Linked DNA regions of Mus musculus: regions 2 and 3 are each linked to region 1. A link is a contact called in public promoter capture Hi-C data. All regions are on one chromosome and are shown on one strand. The core of a region is the stretch at or near the end of the contact, and the rest is flanking DNA. Distances in the headings are between cores, read along the strand shown.

Region 1 (3,511 bases), core at 746-3,245:
AACAACTTTCTTTGTGGCAATGCTACTTGTATAGTGATTTAAATCTATTGTATCATTTTTCCTCAGATATCCAAGCCTGCCATGTAGAACTTAACTGTATTGATTTATAGAGCTCAACAGACATTCATATCTCTTATTACACTTACATTGATTTGTATGTAGAGGTTGGTGGGCAGACAGGGTTATGGAACACATGTTCTGGTCAGAAGACAATCCATGGAAGTCATTTTTCTGCTGTGTAGATTCCTGGGGATTGCACATAATTGTCATGTTTGGCATCAGGGACTTTTCCAGCCTGAGCTGGAAAAGCCATAGAGATTTCAATTAAGAACTTTGTCTTCTTTGTTTTCTGCTTTGTTTTGTTTTTAATTTAAAATCTCTCACAGCATCTGTAGCACAGTTTGAGGATATACTAGATATGTAATGACTTTGAGTTCATATTATTGGCCTAGATGTTTTGTCCATGGAATTATTTACCAGCAACCCTAATTTTCTCTGAGATAGTTAATTTTTACATTTTTAGATAGCATTTGTTTTCAAAGGCTTGGGACCCGGTTTTAAATTCCATTTTGAAAATTTATGCATTTCAGGAAGATAATAATGTGAAATCTAATAGGAACTACTCTGAATTTGTATTTTAAAGTTTAGTGCTTTTTAGTGACTTTTGCATGTTTGTATTTGACAAAAATAAATTTGTTTGTTTATTTAGACAGGGTCTCTCTGTAACCCTGGTTGTCCTGGAACTCTCTGTGTAGACCAGGCTGGCCTTGAACTCAATCTGTCTGCCTTTGTCTCCTGAGTGCTGGGATTAAAGGCGTGTACTACCAGGTCTGGCTTCAAATTTTAAAGTTTGCTAATCTCTAACTTTATTATAAAAGTCGTTCATTATGGAAAATAAGATGAAGCACACTTAAGAACTCAAGTTCACAAATTTCTAAATTTTAAAATTACTACATTCTTTTTAAAATGTATGTCTTCCAGTCTTTTTTGTATGTGGTCATGGATTTATTGAATTACATACAGTGGTGCTCATTTTCTCTCCTTTTCAGATAATTTCCTTGTCATGCCTTTGAACCAAAGCAGTAGATCTTAACGTTCAATATTCTGAAGCCCATTTACTGATTTCTAACTATAAACAAAACAACACATGCTTTATTTCAGGTTGTAGTCCTGGTGCATGCATGCATTGTCATTTTTATGCCATGAGGTAAAAGTCACCAGTTTTATCCTGATTGACTCAGCATGTTAAGACTTTAGACTGGAGACTTAGAAGTCAGAGGGTCCTGTACACTGCATGGGAGATTTGAGTTCAGTCTTCTAACACTATATGCTTTACTTACTATTCTCATCTCTGTGGGATGGAAAGTTCTTAGAACCAGGGCCTTGATCTTGCAAGTATTAGTGTTTCTCTTTCCTTGGGATCTGTCTAGAATAGACATGCAGTTATGCCAAATAGCACTTCAGTTGCTTCAGATCAGCAATACTTAATTTATATATAATCTTATTGCTGTGAAACATGCTACTTCAAATTTAGTTGATATAGGTTGGTTATAAGTGTCAAATACATTACATTCGTTAGTCTGGTTGAATGTAAGAAAGAATTCATTTAAAAAAAAAAGTTTTTCGGGCTGGCGAGATGGCTCAGTGGTTAAGAGCGCCGATTGCTCTTCCGAAGGTCCCGAGTTCAAATCCCAGCAACCATATGGTGGCTCACAACCATCTGTAACGAAATCTGATGCCCTCTTCTGGAGTATCTGAGGACAGCTACAGTGTACTTACATATAATAAATAAATAAATCTTTAAAAAAAAATAATTAAAAAAAAAAAAAGTTTTTCATAAAAATCGCATGTCACCTAGAGTAACAGTCATCTGAAGGCTAAATTGGGCTGTGGCATATTCACTTCCAAGATAATTTCTTCACGTGGCTATTAGAAGGAAGTATCAGTTCCTCACCACATGTTTCTTGAGTGCTGCTAGTTTGGTAGCTGATTTCTCACTAGAACAAGGAGAGCAAATGGGAAGTTGCAGTGCCTTTGTGAGCTAATGTTGGGTGCTGTACTGCCATTTACTTGTGCAAGTGCAAGAGACGGACGGTGCATGTGCATTTGCAGGTCAACATCAGATGTCTATCAGGCTTGCTCTGCCTTATTTTTAAAAGATGTATCTTATTACTTGTCCATGTGTATGTATGAGTATAGATGGCCCTGGAGGCCAGGAGAGGGTGTTAGATCTCAAGGGGCTAGAATTACAGGAGGTTGTGAGTTGCCCCTAACATGGATGCTATGAACTGACCCCTCTGTTATCTATCTCAGCAAGTACTCTTAACTACTGAAACTTTTCTCCAGCCTCTTTTCACCTTTTTTTTAGATAAAATATTTATTGAACTGGCGCTTCCAGAGATCTGTCTCTGTTTCCCCAGAACTGTGATATAGATAGGTACACAGCAATAAGCCAAAATCAGAGATACATATAGCACTGTTTCCCTCCTGTATTCTTAAAAAGGCACCACAGTAAATGAGAATAGAAAGGGAATCAGTGGGAGTGGGGATAAGTGTGAGTAATGGAGGGGATATTATCAAAGTACTTTATATGTTTAAATATTTTCATAAGGCTTAGGATGTAGCTTTGTGGAACTGGGTGGGGGTGAGAATGGGGGCGAGCAACTGATGTTTTGGTAAGCAAAACTCAAATCAAGAGAAAATTGATTAAATAAAATTTTACTAAATTTTAAAAGAGGCTCTTTGAAAAACACCTTTAGGATTTATTTATTTATGAATGAATGACTGGTCATAGTGACTACAGGGATAACTTAGCAGTTAGGAGCACTGGCTGTTCTTCCAGAGAATGGGGTGTTGATTTCCAACACCCACATGGAGGCTCACGACCATATACAGCTCCAGTTCTAGAGAATCTAATGTCCTCTTCTGGCTTCCCAGGCATTGCATACACATGGTACACAGACATCCATATAAGCAAAATACCCATATATATAAATCTCTCTCTGTTTTTTTAAAAGCCTGTTCACTTTTATACTTTCTAACACTTGAGTCTTTGAGGTTGGAAGATATGTATCCAAAATAGCAAGCCATAGTATCATAATATATGTGGCCAAAAATAGCAATCCAGAAGTATATAAAGAACTTACAGAGGCAGGTGGATCTCTGTGAGTCCAAGGATAGCCTGGTCTAGACAGAGAAACCCTGTCCTGAAAAACCAGGGGGTAGGGGGAAGAACATATACAGCTCAGTAATACAATGTACAGTCAAACAAGCAAATACTGTAGTGAACTTGCAATAGTTATTTAAAGGATGTGAATAGTCAATAAGCACAAATAGTTTTCATTAAATATTTAATCACTAGAAGAAAATTAGGAATTAAATTCATAATGAGGGTGCTGGCTGGTTAAGAGCACTTGCTCTTGTAGAGGACCTAGGTTTGGCTCTAAGCATTTCAGTTCCAGAGAATCCAATACTCTTATGGCCTCCACAGGGACCCAGCACACAGGGCATT
Region 2 (3,511 bases), core at 478-2,977, 99 kb after region 1:
GACTTTAGCTGAGGACAGGGACTAAACAGTCACTTGTCTTTCAACTTATTCCTTACCTCGACCATATCAGATCTGCTGAGTGAGTGTGAGGTTACCCCACCAACTTAGTGACCAAAACAAGCCCAGACCTGCCTTACATTTTAGTTAAGTGCATCTTTCCCTTAGAGGCTTTCCCCACCTAGGATATAAATCCCCAGAGGATTTATATCCATGGGTCACTGTGTCTTATCAGGAAGACTCTACAGCTCCCTGCAGGCTGATCCTGCCGTCTCCACCAGTGTGTTCTGAACCTGCCCACCAAGGACTCAAGAGATAGTTCCATGGTATTGCCCTAGTTTAGTTAGTTCTATGACCTGGCTGTTAGATTCAACACACAACTTCTTTAGGACCTGAGCTGGCCTTGGGAAAGAGCAGATCAAGAGCAGATCCTGACACTTCACTCAGGTGGCTTTATTTTGGGAGTCCCCTTTTCTTTATGGCCAATGAGAGCATCCTAGCAACAACCAGTTGCTATGAGGCTTGGAGGTGTAGGGATGACACTGGTCCTCTAGTAGGGTCCAGGGTCCTTCTGCACGGTGACAGGCTCTCCTTAGCAAACAGCATGCTTCACCGACACCTCTTCTCTCACACAGAAAAAGAAAGGAACACAGGAAAACTTGCCCATGCCCTCACACCCCACAGTTCATGGCTCTAAGATCAGACTTGCTTTATACGCAGACAGTTTTGCATCACAGTGAGTTCAGGAATGCAGAAGACAAAGAATTCCAAAAACTGGAATCTCCCTGGGGAGCTGAGGGAAGCCCCAATACCTATTTACTTTTAAGGGTCAGATTTGTCCCCTGCCCCCAAAAATCAATAGAAGGGATTTTAGATTTTTGTTTATTAATTCACTCCCCCCCACAAAGACAGCAGATAAGAAGTGTCTGTACATTTTTATTTAGGAACAGTTAAAAGATTGGAAGTACCGCCGAGGCCCATTCAAACTACACAAGCAGTTTTGTCCCTCATCCCATCCCTTATCCATATTTGCAGATACAAAATCTAGGAAATGTGCAATTTGCATCTTGGAAATAGCAGCATCCCCATGGGGGACCTTAAGAGGCCCGAGACTCAGACAGAAGAGGTCATCCTCGCACCTCCCACCACACACAGCCCACACCAAAAGCAAAGGCTGTCTTTCTATTCCAATGTTTCCCAGGGTGAAGGATTTCTACACTCCAGCCAGTTGTGGCCCATGCCTGTAACTCAGTGCTTGGGAGGTAGAGGCAGGAAGAGCACCCAAGTCTGAGGCCAGCCTGGTCTACACAGTGAGTCGACCAGGCAGGTAGGAGGCCAGCTAGGGCCACACATAGGTCTATGTGACAGAATATGCTATTTCTTAGTTCGCTTTCATAGTTGGCCGCAGTAGCAGGTGACCCTCACTTAGCACCAGGATAGTCGCTTCAGCTGTTCCTGGGAGACAGGAAGCACACCAAAGGCAGACTGTTCAAATCACCCCCAGCCGTACTTCTCAGCAGTCGGGCCCCCTGAGAACAAAGCCGTCCACACTGAGGTCAGGACACAAAGCAGGTGCTGGGGACCAGGATCCAAGACATTGTCAGCAAGGACACTGCAGGTCTTTGGCTGCCTCCCCAATTTCCCCAAGGGCTATGTCAGGACAACTCAAAGAACAATAGTCAGCAAGGGCCAGAAAAAAGTTGGCTCATTTTCTGTGTTTAATAACAATTATGACACAGTCTGACCTTCCTGGCAAAGCTGAACAAAGCCAGCTACTCAGAAGCATGGGAGAGAGACCAGTGCCCTGAGTGACCACTCCTGCCCTCGGCCCACCCATTTCACAGAGCAACCTAACTTGTGCTGGAATCCTGCTAAGGAATGGGAGTTCGCTCTCACTGCAGCCAGCCTTCTCATATGGGGCTACAAGAACAAGACCAAGATGTGTGGACAGGAGCTAGGGGCAAGATCTTTCCGAAGCACTAACTGCAGGTTAGCAGGACCACGTAATAGACTTCCGCCCACTGGACATGTCTCTTCTGGTGCTTGTTTGGGGGAGAACAGAGCACTGGCAGCCCTTTTTATATTCAGTGATTGAGCAGGCTTTATCCTAGGCAGTTTACCTTCAACTCAAGTTCTGAATAAACTGAATCACCCACTTTCCATGGAAGGGAACATGTGTCAAAAGGCATAGATCAAGAAAAGCTATTAACATACAGGTGCCCACTGTGGGCACAGTATGCCAGTCTCTTGACAAAAGTGGCACTGATAGCAGGTAAATGTGCAAGCCCCTCCCAGGTGTTCTAACTTGCCATTTGCCCACCCTTGTCAACAGCAGGAAGACACCATGTAGCACAGTCCCTGCCAAATAGCTGTCCTCCCTCTCTTCTGCCTGGTTCCTGCCAGAGTAGCTGCAAGGTATGTTTCAAGGAGGGAAGAGACAACAGAGTGGTAACTTCACTGAATCCATTCAGTCCCACATCCATAAGAGCCTGAAGAACCAAGGAAGCGGGTGCCTACCTCTTCCTTGTAGCAACCAGAATCTGCCTTAGTCTGTAGTAGGCAGCCCAAGTGTTCTCTCTGGATTTACATCCCTGCTCCAGAATTTAGGGAGTTGGGAAGAGGTGTTCCTGCTAGACTCAGAACTAGAAAACCCTGTTTTGGCTTTCCAGTCTGGGGGACCAAGTTCATAGGCCTGCTGGGTTAATAAGCACTCAGAACAAAGCAGGCGCTCAGTCCTAGGGCCATTCACTCTCTGAGCTGCTTTCACACCACAACAAAGTACAAATTCTGGAAAGTACATTTGGGCTTGCCACTACCTAGATGCCAGCCATCCCTAGTGGCCAGGCACAAGAGATCACAGATTTTGGCAGAAACAGACTCTGAGAACCCCATTCCTTTTGGATTTCTAGCTAGTAAGCGATGTAAACAGCAGATAGTACGATCGTCAGTTCTGTCATTAGTCAAAACTAAACCCAGCCATTCCACTGAAGACCCTCAACAGCCTTATTAGCCCTAGAGGATAGAGCGCAGCAACCTACCTACTCCACTGAACCAAGGCAGAAGAAACTGCAATGTGGATAATTCAGGCTCAAGTCTTGGGAGACCTGTACTTAGAAAGGCCTGTGGGCTCCAGTGCTATAACACATGGAAATCAGCTCATAAAGGTTTGGGCAGGTTGGTGGTGAACGGTGTGCTCTTATAGGAGAAGATGAGGCTAAATCAGGGATGTTAGCGAAAAGGCTTCAGTCTAGTATAAGAAAAACCAGGCAGCATGCCAAAATTTGGATAGGATGAGCTGACCAAAGACCTTTATGTATCTAGAAGACTACTGCAGAAAACAGAGCCTTACAAATGAATATGATAGAACTTCATCTGCAAAGTGGCTTTAGTAAAAACACAAATTCTAAGTTTTGTTTTAGGATTTCCTTGGCCGGCTTCCCAGAAAGTGCCTTTGGGCTGTGACAGTGGCACTGACTGAGCTGCTCCACTCTGAGGGTTTTGGTCCACGTAGAAA
Region 3 (3,511 bases), core at 748-3,247, 75 kb after region 1:
TCGTGTCCTCAAGGAATTTACAAAAAAACAGCCAAATCACCCTAGAACACACATAGAACTGAGAGATAGCTCATTCAGTGGGTAAACATACTTGCCGTGCAAGCCTGACAACCTTTGATCATTGGAACCCATAGTTGTCCTCTGGCCTTCCCAAGTGTTATGGGATGTGTGCACCCTTACACATTACATACACGCACACACAAATAATAATAATAAAATTTAAATATATATATGTATGTATATGTACATACACACACACACATATAAAAAAGCAGCCTGGAGTCCTGCCATTCTCCTTGTGTTGCTCCGACTTGGCTGCTTCCCACAGAGAGCACAAGCCAGGGGCTCTGCCACTTGCCAACTGTCACCTTGGGTAGGATCATTAACCACTCTCTGCTCAGGGTCCTTGCTTGGGGAATGGGAACCCTAAGACTTGTTTTACAGTATTGGTTGTAAGAATGAAACAACTCGGTTTAATTAAGAGCTTGATGTAATAATGCGTAGCAAACATGCCAGAGATGAGTGACAGGACACCAGATGCCACTCCTGCTGCTGCCCTCCCCACCTGCCGAGGCATCGACCTCATCCTCTGTGCTTTGTAGTTTCTGAGAACTGTCTGCAGGCTGTTTAACACAGCCTGTTAGCACCGGGCAAACCCAGTCCTTCCTCCATGGCTGAGCTCTCGCTCCTCGTTTGTGTCCTTCTTACAGCTGCTCATTATGAATAACAGTCAGCTGGGCTGGCAGGGTTGGACTAACGAGAAACAGAAATCAAAAAAACTTCAGAACGAGTATGTTTTGAGGTCAGTAGACAACTTGGGGGGTTGGTTCTCTCCTTCTACCACGTGGGTCCCGGGGATTGAACTCACGTCGTTCAGGCTTGGCAGCCGGTGCCTTCTCCTGATGAACCATTTTGCTAGGCCCGAGAAAAGAGAATATTGATGGGTGGTTGTGAAGTTTTCAGTTCATATTGTTGGTATACCCAGAGGAGCATGGCCAGAAGCCTAGGGTTTTGGGTAAGAGAAGATATTTGCTTTGAAGTGTGTGGTGTGTGTGCGTGTGCGTTTCTTAGATGGACAGATAGAAATAGGAAGTAAGCAGTTGAAGTGTAATGCCAGACACTTGAGGGTAGAGATGTTTTGTGAATTGTCTATATACCAGAAGGAATTAAAGCTGTGGACATGAGTATCATTGAGGAGAAAGCAGAGCACAGGGACAGAGGATCATGGCCCATGTTTAATTGGGTCGGCCTTTAGCACACAAAGAAGCAGGAAAGGCTGGGTAAGGTTGTGTGGAAAAAGTCAAGAGCAGAACACCAAATAGAAGGGAGGTTGTGCACACAGAGCACCACAGATGTCTCCCTGCTGCTCCATTCTTTGCATGACCTCAGAGTTATCTGCTTCCCCATCTGTTTCCTCCATCAGGCTGGGATTTTCTGAAGGGCAGGAACTCAGTGCCCATTGATCTGTTTCCCCAGGACCCATCTTAGGGCCTAGGGTAGAGCAGACAGTTGTCTGGTAACTAACAAAAGTCATGGACCGAGTACATGAGCCTTAGGTGACTGAGGGCTCTTCTGACTCTGTGCTCCCTGTGGGGCCGTCTTTTCCTTCCTTCCTTCCTCCTTCCTTTGGGACTTATATATGCTGTTACCACTGAAATAAACTATGTTTTAAGAAAGAGAGCTGCCTGCCTGGGCAGCGTGAAGCCTTCTGTGACCTCCTTTCTTTTTCTCTATGTACCCATTATCAGTGTTGGTACTGCCATGAGAACTCTCCAGAACCACCATCTGCCATGAATCACCATTTGATGAGACAGACCCATTGGGTCCCATCCCTCATTTGCCTAAACAGGAAAGTCATCTAGAATCTGGTCTCTAGGTGGCCTTGTGTATTGGTGAGGATTGTGCACTGAAGCAATTTGTACAGAGCACTGCAAGTCCTGTGTACTAGGGGACTGTGGACCTCTAAGCAGCTGTCTGAACGGTGTTTCCTGTTTACCAGGGTAGGAAAGAAGCTGAATGCAGGGTTAGGCTGAGCTGCTCTCCTTGGTCAGGGTGGAGGCAGTGTCTTGTGAGTGAGTGTAGACTGGTTTGACTAGGGTTCTGAGGAGGGGTCACTGTTGCTTTCCTCTACAGTTGCTGGTGTGGCAGCAGCTGCTTGCTGCACAGGCACAGGAAGGAGAGTATGTCTTGGCACTACCTTCTCTGCCATGTGACCCTGTGGGGGATATTCATCTGTGGGGCTGTTTGGAAAGTGGCTTTGTTGGAGGTGGGAATGCTAGGACAGGAGTTCTGGCCCAGAACCATGGGTCTAAATTAAGTTTTGGGGTTTTGTGACTTGGCTCTCCGGCTTGTGTACTAAAGACCTCTAAAAAGGTTTAGTGTCCCATTCTTTTTATTCTCTTTCTCTGATGTTCCTGCTGGTGAACTCTGACTGGTTTATAGAATACTTACCAACAACATCCATCTGCAGTGGGTGCACAGCGTGGTTGTCTCATTGTGATGGGCAAGAGAGATGATGACAGGCATTTGCCTGATGTCTGGGAAGAGTCTGCTTTCAGGAACCAAGCACCAGAAGAGTCCTCTTCCCCCTTTCTCAGGCTGCGGACTGGCTGGCTGCTATTTAGCTTGTCCCTGTGTCAGCACTGTGTCTTCTGTTTACTCAGTGAGTTGAGCCCTGTTTGAGGTGTAAGAACCTATTCTACAGAAGAAGCAGGCCCTCACTCAGCCCTGAGTGCCACCTTCATGGCTGTTAGAGTGCTTGGGGTTAGTTCTCATCTGGAGTGCCCCAGATGAGATGTCTTTTAGAGGGACACTGGCATGTCTAAAGTTTCTTGCTGTCTGTGTGAGCATCTTCCAGACGCTACATTTTGAGTAAGGCTGATCTGATCTCTAGTCTCAGGGTTTGGAGTTAGGAGTCTGTCCCTGGGTTAGGAGTTAGGAGTTAGGAGTCTGTCCCTGGGTTAGGAGTTAGGAGTTTGTCCCTGGGTTAGGAGTTAGGAGTTAGGAGTCTGTCCCTGGGTTAGGAGTTAGGAGTTAGGAGTCTGTCCCTGGGTTAGGAGTTAGGAGTTAGGAGTCTGTCCCTGGGTTAGAAGCAGAACAGAGAGGAAAGGAGACGGAAAGGGAACACTAATTAGCCTTCCCAGAGTTCCTGCCTCATCATACAAACTTTGATTTTACAAATTTAGTCTTTATCATCTGCCTCAGATTTAAGAGAGGCGGCAAGTACATTTCAACTCCTACAAAGCCAAAATAGAAGATTGAAATGATGGGACAGATCAGGGTTGGTGTCCCCAGTGGATGTTTGGGTAGTGGGTACCCCTAACTTGTTTTGACGATCCAGAAAGGAAATAGCTCATCTTTGCAATTTCAGATCTTTTTTTTTCCTGGACTATAGCTGTGGAGAACACATGCCTACACTGTGGGGTTTGCTACAGACTCAGGAAATAGTATCTTAGCTCATCTTTGCATATACTATGAGACCTATACCCCACAGATACTCATCCTGCAAGGC

The links. Capture Hi-C pulls out chosen DNA fragments and counts their contacts.
Region 2: a contact with region 1 is called in a promoter capture Hi-C map of adipose tissue. The contact joins two enhancer-like sites. A contact is called at or near these places in 1 of 115 datasets of contacts at active chromatin or transcription factors (CD8 T cells) and 3 of 9 other capture datasets (adipose tissue, liver and pancreatic islet).
Region 3: a contact with region 1 is called in a promoter capture Hi-C map of adipose tissue. The contact joins two enhancer-like sites. A contact is called at or near these places in 1 of 39 promoter capture datasets (embryonic stem cells), 1 of 484 Hi-C or Micro-C datasets (cerebral cortex), 5 of 115 datasets of contacts at active chromatin or transcription factors (CD8 T cells, the HPC-7 cell line, the SCID.adh cell line and 1 more) and 3 of 9 other capture datasets (adipose tissue, liver and pancreatic islet).

What each region holds. Positions count from the first base shown.
Region 1 is chr2:160,665,511-160,669,021 of GRCm38.p6, forward strand. All of the region lies in intron 2 of Top1 (topoisomerase (DNA) I), which reads left to right. Among named protein-coding and RNA genes, the nearest start is that of Top1, 21 kb to the left of the region's middle. Within about 2 kb of position 1,996, at least 34 of the 459 cell types and tissues checked have an H3K27ac peak or open chromatin away from gene starts, as enhancers often do. A contact at or near this core is called in the HPC-7 cell line and adipose tissue, where this site is marked.
Region 2 is chr2:160,764,869-160,768,379 of GRCm38.p6, forward strand. The region is part of intron 32 of Plcg1 (phospholipase C, gamma 1); the gene reads left to right. Among named protein-coding and RNA genes, the nearest start is that of Plcg1, 35 kb to the left of the region's middle. Within about 2 kb of position 1,728, at least 33 of the 459 cell types and tissues checked have an H3K27ac peak or open chromatin away from gene starts, as enhancers often do. A contact at or near this core is called in adipose tissue, where this site is marked.
Region 3 is chr2:160,740,339-160,743,849 of GRCm38.p6, forward strand. The region is part of intron 2 of Plcg1 (phospholipase C, gamma 1); the gene reads left to right. Among named protein-coding and RNA genes, the nearest start is that of Plcg1, 11 kb to the left of the region's middle. Within about 2 kb of position 1,998, at least 109 of the 459 cell types and tissues checked have an H3K27ac peak or open chromatin away from gene starts, as enhancers often do. A contact at or near this core is called in the HPC-7 cell line and adipose tissue, where this site is marked.